2 separate regions of the Rattus norvegicus genome follow, and region 1 is linked to region 2. The links are chromatin contacts, called in public Hi-C maps. All regions are on one chromosome and are shown on one strand. The core of a region is the stretch at or near the end of the contact, and the rest is flanking DNA. Distances in the headings are between cores, read along the strand shown.

The links. A called contact is a pair of places that touch in the nucleus more often than the background predicts.
Region 1: a Hi-C map of kidney shows a contact between it and region 2, with 6 times the contacts expected there. The contact joins the enhancer-like site here to the promoter of Hey1 in region 2. A contact is called at or near these places in 9 of 12 Hi-C or Micro-C datasets (the Rat2 cell line, Schwann cells, frontal cortex and 4 more) and 1 of 1 datasets of contacts at active chromatin or transcription factors (oligodendrocytes).

The regions. Positions count from the first base shown.
Region 1 is chr2:95,073,940-95,077,302 of GRCr8, forward strand. No RefSeq gene overlaps it. Among named protein-coding and RNA genes, the nearest start is that of Hey1, 72 kb to the left of the region's middle. Within about 2 kb of position 1,747, at least 3 of the 93 cell types and tissues checked have an H3K27ac peak or open chromatin away from gene starts, as enhancers often do.
Region 2 is chr2:95,002,491-95,006,056 of GRCr8, forward strand. It overlaps Hey1 (hes-related family bHLH transcription factor with YRPW motif 1), which reads left to right and starts at 1,445. Exons shown (of 5, transcript NM_001191845.2): 1 at 1,445-1,694; 2 at 1,905-1,980; 3 at 2,120-2,203; 4 at 2,451-2,532; 5 at 3,399-3,566. The coding sequence starts at 1,606.

The DNA of each region.
Region 1 (3,363 bases), core at 497-2,996, 72 kb after region 2:
GTTGTTATTAATTTTATTCTGTGTTGTGCATGTGTGGAAGTCAGAGGACAATTCTGTGGATGGAGTTCTCTCTTTTCACCATGTATGTTCTGAAGATGAAACTCGGGTTTGCCAGCGAGTGGCTTTTTCCCCTGAGGCATTTTGTCAGCCCATAACTGACACCTTTCATTGAACCTTTCCCTATCAGATCAGTGTCTCACATTAGAGGCTCCGCTACCTCTCTATCATTATTACAGTCACATTGCAGACTCTAATATCTCCCTAGCATCCTTACGTGTGTGCGCGTGTGCGTGTGTGTGCATGTGTGTGCATGTGTGTGCATGTGGTCTAGGAATGAATTTTGGTTAATCTTAATTCTCAGTTCAACAGGTTCAGGACTCAGCTAAGAGACTCCCCTGGATGGGCAGACAAGGTTACTTACAGGGAGGAGTCACTAAGGGCGAGAACCGTTTGCCAGAGTGGGCAGTGTATTCTTGCAGGCTCCCAAGTATAAACAGGTCTGGGGGTGCAGACAGGTCTGGGGGTGCAGACAGGTCTGTGGGGTGCAGACAGGTCTGGGGGTGCAGACAGGTCTGGGGGGTGCAGACAGGTCTGGGGGTGCAGACAGGTCTGTGGGGTGCAGACAGACAGGTCTGTGGGTGCAGACAGGTCTGTGGGAAGCTGTGCCGCTCTTGTTCTGTTGACTGCCTTGTGCCTCCCCGGGGGAGCATCCTGGCTGCCACAGCCACCCCTCCTGCTGACATCAGAACCCAGCTGAAGCCCAGCGATGTTCTGGGAATCCTTTAGGTGTTATTGCCAGATTGAAAATGCCATTCAGCTTCAAGGTCTGAGCAACTAGAGGCTCCCAGGCTCAAACAGCCATTGTGGGCAATCTTTGCAAGATGTTCTAGCAAGTATTCTTTATTGGGAAGAGTTCTGTTCCTCCAGAGAATTCTAACTACCCATCGATTATCTTTCGTTATCTATTCATCTTCTAGCTACTTTCCTCAACTATCTCCAAACAAATAGTTCCATCTTCAATGTAGTAAAACACACACACACACACACACACACACACACACACACACACATACACACACACACACATACACACACACACATACACACACACACATACACACACACACATACACACACATACACACACACACACATACACACACATACACACACACACACATACACGCACACACACACACACATACACGCACACACACACACACACATACACACACACACACACATACACACACACACACACACACACACACACCATTACAAATAAATGATTTATTCAAAGGTCCACCAGGCCTTATGGCTTATTCATATCTCTGTCATTTATTATAAGTGGCCTATTGGTAGTAGCTGAGAAAATTAATATCTATTTTTAGAGGAGTCGGTCTTACCATGTGGCCCTGGTAAGACCTTAAAATGCCTTACTATTACACTGCTCTCTAGCACTGTCTTACGCATGCTGTTCAGTGAATAGCTGTTGATTGAATAACCAGGAAGCACAGCTTGGTCATTTCCTTCCAACTTTTAAGGCATTTTACTTCCTGAAACAGCGTCTGGTCCCTCCTACAAGATTGTCTGGGTAGGGGTATCACTTTGTCTGTGGGACGCCCTCTTTGTGCTGACCAGGGCCTCTAGTTCTGTCAGGAATCACATCCTTAGATATCATGAATGACACCTCCAGCAAGCACTTGGTCACTGAGTTTTGCCAAGAAATGGCACTGTGCCAGGGCCTGCTCCCTCACTAGCAGTGAGCAGCAAGGACTCCTTCCACTCTGCCAGCCAGCAGCGAGCAACTCTGTCTTCCTCACTGCCAAGCAAAAAAAAAAAAAAAACAAAAAAAAAACAAAAACCCTGTAATTGCCTCTCCTCTGTTTGAATAACCCAAGATGAAGCTAAATAAAGCTATTCAACAGGAAGGAAGCAGAGCGCGGAAGTGCTCAAACAGCATAAACACCGAAGAGGAAACGGAAAACTCCTTTGCACCTATTATGAATACCTGCTGGGACCTATAGCTGAGCGATGGAAATGATAATTGACCAGGAAGCGAGGATTTGGTCCGGCAGATAAGGCTAATTGCAGAATTGAGTCTGAATGCATCTCGCCTGAGTAGATTTAACCCCACCATAAGATGTATCATCTCTGAGGATTGTGTGTTTACTAGTGATGTGGAGGGAGTGAACAGCACTTTGCTTATATTTATGTGTTATATACTCTATTTCCTAGAAGTACTGTCCGGGAAGATTCAGTGCAGTGTTGTTACCTGGGTCAGGGGAGTTCTCATCACTTGTGATCAAACACTGCCCCCTGGTGGCTCAGAGGGATCTCGCATTTTGTCCTGAAAGGAAACTGGGACAGACCAGTCTCTCCCTATCTCTTTTGTAATGTCTTCCCAATGCTCTCCTCTCCTCACAGTGATATTTCACACCGTCGTGCGTGCCTCTTGTCTAGTCACCTTTCTTCTGAGACTCTGTTCGTTCTGTCCCGCGGTTAAGGAAATTCAGTGAGTTCCTACTGTGTGCACGGCACTCTGTCAGAGTTGCTCTTTCTCCATTTTCCTAACTGGCTGACTTTCATCACTTAATTGAATATGAACCGTCATATTCAGTCTCATTGTTTACTGTCAATTTTCCCTCATAGGTTAGACTTACAGAGAGCGAAGTGGGAGGAGACAAAGCTCATTTCCCTGTAGTTTCTGTTGTGCATCAAGTACCTGCCCAAGCACTTGGCACTTACGTCCCTCAGTAAGGTTCATGGAATAAGTTGGTGATTTCAGTTTCAGTGTGATAGCTGTGGACAGTGACCTGCAAAGGATCCTAGGTAGAGAAGACAGCTGCCGGTTCTGAGAAGCCCAGTGGATGGAGTTCTACCCAGGCTCCCAACGGGGGAATCTGAAAAGCAGTTAGTATAGATGGTGTGGATGCGTCCTCAAGCCAGGAAAGCGAGGCACACACAGCTGGGAAGGGCCTGGCTCTGGAGAGCTATGACCACTGCCATCAGCAGCATTGGGGAGAGAAGCTCAGGATGTCTGTGCAGGTGCTTCGGGGCAGACAGTACAGATCTTTGGAAGGTCTGGATGCCACAGTTTTCCTCTCTGTGGGTCAGTGGCAACCACTGTTAGAGAAGGAAGTGGTGACATTTGCTTCTTAGAGTTCTGTTTTCAGAAGGGATCAGACTAGTGTCCAAGCTAAAGGTCACTTCTACGCACTCATGCACAGGGCGCAGCAGAGAGTCATCTCTACACACATGAAAATACGAGCCACAAAGAACAAAAACGGGACAGAGATAGTTATGGGAACGGCTGAAGGCAGAAGGATGGAGGGGGACAGCGGCTATGGTTTTGCGTACGGA
Region 2 (3,566 bases), core at 195-2,694:
CTTTCAAAGGACGCAGGAGGTGGTCTAAAGTGTGTGCAGATGGAGGACTGGACCTAGGGGTTGGCTTTAGTCTGCACTCATGGAACTCTTGAGGTCTAGAAACAGAATTGCTTGCAAAGGCGATGAGTTTGCTTTACTCTTCTCAACGTTTATGAAGTTTTGTTTCACAGACAGGATTGCAGGCTCCAAGAGTGGATCCCAAAGTGCACTCACTACCTTTGAGCGGGATAGACTGGGTTTTCTCTAGGACGTCTACTTCTATGAACTCTGGACTCGGGAACCAAACTATTTTTAAAAGTCGGCCTTCCTGGTGGGGAAGCGGGGAGAACGGTGTGCAGAACCTCATATAGCACCCCAAATGCCTGCCCCAAATGAGACCAAAGGGATGATGTGTGTTTGCGCGGTGCCGGCCAGAAACGTGCATCCCCGCAGCGAAGTCAGACTCAGAAGCAAACACTCAGGCCGCCACCCTGTCGCCTGCTGAGAGGATCTGGCCGCCAACTCTAGGGGGAAGGGAGGGCAAAAACAAAACAAAACAACAGCAAAAATCCCAACATAATGAATGTCTCCGGGGACAGCTAGCCCTCCCTCAAGCTAACCCAGAAAACAAGCGGTCCACTTTCCCGGGAATGAGATGCGTCCCGGAGTTGAGAAGCCCTGAAGGATTGTCACGGGCTCCCAGAGCCCAAAAGGCAGCATCCCTTGATCGGCGCCCCAGGCTCTGCTCCCAGAGCTGGTGGCCACCACCCAAACGAGCGGCGCCTCGGGCGACTGTTCCTGCAGGATCCGCCAACTGTGCGCGCCTCCCGCCGCTGGGCACCGACAGCAGTGCCGAGAGCCGGACGCGGGCAGGGGCTTCCGGGGCCCGCCGGCGCCCGGACTCCGATTACAGGTTCACACCAGGAGCCCGGCAGGCGCGCCCTCGCGCAGCCCCGCTCCCCCGCCAGGCTATTCTTCTCCATTCATGCGGACGCCCAGAGCTGCCGCCGCCGCCGCCAGCGCGGCCGCCGTCGCCGTCCGTCCGGATTGGCTGGCGGCCGGGGCGCCGGCACTTTCCCACGGCCCGCGGCGCGTGCGGCTCACCGGCGGCGCTGCAGGCGCGGCCCTGGCACACGGCCAGGCCAATCGGGGCGCGCCGGGTGGGGCGGGTCGGTGGCTATTGCCGGGCTGGTGTCCCCGGCCGGCCCTCCATTCCTGCCCGCCGCCGGCCCACCGCCGCCCGCGGCCCCCAGCCGAGCTCCCGCAGAGCCGACGCACTGCCGCCGGGCAGGGGCGGGCTCCAGGGGCGGGGCGCAGCGGGCCTGGTCTGCTCGTCCCGCCCCACTGCGGCTGCCAATCCGCGTAGCGAGGCGCCGATTGGCGGGAGCCCGCGGTTGCCCGGGAGCCGCGGCCCCGCCCCTGCCCCAACCTCCCCGCCTCCTCCGCCCTCCCCCTATCCCTGGGAAGGGGCGCAGCGTGGGAAAGGGATGGTTGAGTTTTAACCAGAGGCTGAGCGTGAGTGGGATCAGTGTGCACGCACCGCCTGCAGCCGAGCGCCGAGCGGCCGCGCAGTTAACTCCTCCCTGCCCGCCGCGCGACCCTCCTGGGAGCCCGCGCTCCGCCACCATGAAGAGAGCTCACCCGGACTACAGCTCCTCTGATAGTGAGCTGGACGAGACCATCGAGGTGGAGAAGGAGAGCGCAGACGAGAATGGGTGAGTTAGCGGCGTCCGGCCGATCCGGAGCCGGAGGAGAGGATGGGGTGCGCTGGTGCTGGGTCCCCATTGCCGGGAGTCGTGGGCCGGCCGCTTCTGGCTGTGAGCGATCCTCTCCGCTCTATCCAGCTCAAGTTGCCAAAGAAATCTGAGTGTAGGAAGGCTCTGACTCCTCATCCTTTCTCAAGGCAATTGCTTCCCATCTTACAGAAACTTGAGTTCGGCGCTGGGTTCCATGTCCCCAACCACATCGTCCCAGGTTTTGGCCCGGAAAAGACGGAGAGGCGTGAGTATCTCCCCCCCCCCCCAATTTAAACACATATGCACATTGTTATATTAACTAACGGAAAGAACCACATTGCTCCTCATTGGAATGTACAGTCATAATGGAAATGCCTTCCTTTGTTTTTGTCTGCTTCCCATAGATCATCGAGAAGCGCCGACGAGACCGAATCAATAACAGTTTGTCTGAGCTGAGAAGGCTGGTACCCAGTGCTTTTGAGAAGCAGGTAATGGAGGAAGTATGAGAGCGCCTAGTGTAGCCTTCAGCACCTTCTGATTTCCTCTCCTCCATGCTTCTAACCTCCATTTGTGCCAGGTCGTTGAACGTCCTTACACAAATTCCAACAGATTTTTGTGGATACATCTCGTTTTGCTTTTGTTTACGTTTGTATTTTACATGTATGCATGTTCGTGTGCATATTTTAAGTTCTCCAAAAGCACTTGTGTCGAATAAGCCTCTTGTCATCTTCTTAGGGATCTGCGAAGCTAGAAAAAGCTGAGATCTTGCAGATGACTGTGGATCACCTGAAAATGCTGCACACTGCAGGAGGGAAAGGTATTCCTCTCCAGCTCAGCTGGCTCTGCGCGTGGAGGGAGCAGCAAGCGCAGTCTGGGATTGGTGCAGTCCCTGCCTGCTTTTGCTTTGGGGGTGGGGAGAGAGCTGTATGTGATTGCCAACCAGTGCACCTTCCACAGCACATGGGTTCTTGAACAGCGAATACATCACCCTAGTCCTCTCTCAATGAGCTAATGCACCTTTCAGCAAGTGCCTTCTCCAGGAGCTCCTCCAGTTGTGACAGCCCTGATTTAGGTCAAGTCAGTCACATTTGTCTGTTACTATTTAAGAAAACCTTGGGAAATGGCTTGTTAAAAACAACAACTAGATAGCCTCATATAGAGGATTTAGAAAACGAACTGCCAAAAGAATTTGGAGGAAAGAGACCTGCTGGGGCTAAGTAGAGAAAAAAAAATCTAACAGGGCGAGAGACTGAAGTCGGTGTCTGTCTCCAGCCCCCAGATTCTTCACCAAGGACCACGTGCCTAAAAGCTCCACGATGATAACTTACATCTGTGTGTCTAATGAATTTCACTGCTCTGTGGTTTCTCTGTCCTTGATGTATTTTTTGTTGTTGTGGAGGGAAAACATTAAAGGAGAGAACATAGTTTCAACTGCTGGTAGGGTAGAATTCCAATTTCTGCCCAGCAGCTTCTAATTGGACTTTGAACTTGCATTAGCAAACATATAATGTTGATTAATGCAAAGATTTTGGTCAGCTCCAAAGTATTTGGGCTTGCAGGACCCAAGCATGATCTGTGCTGTTTTATTCCTGTACGTAGTTGCCAGGAAGGGCTGCCTTTGGAGTGGAAGAAATTCAGGAAATGAGCAGAGCCTTGAAGGTTTTCTTTTGTTTTTGTGCACAGGTTATTTTGACGCGCACGCCCTGGCTATGGACTATCGGAGTTTGGGGTTTCGGGAATGCCTGGCTGAAGTTGCCCGTTATCTGAGCATCATTGAAGGACTCGATGCCTCCGATCCGCTTCGTGTTCGCCTGGTCTCCCATCTCAACAACTACGCATCCCAGCGGGAAG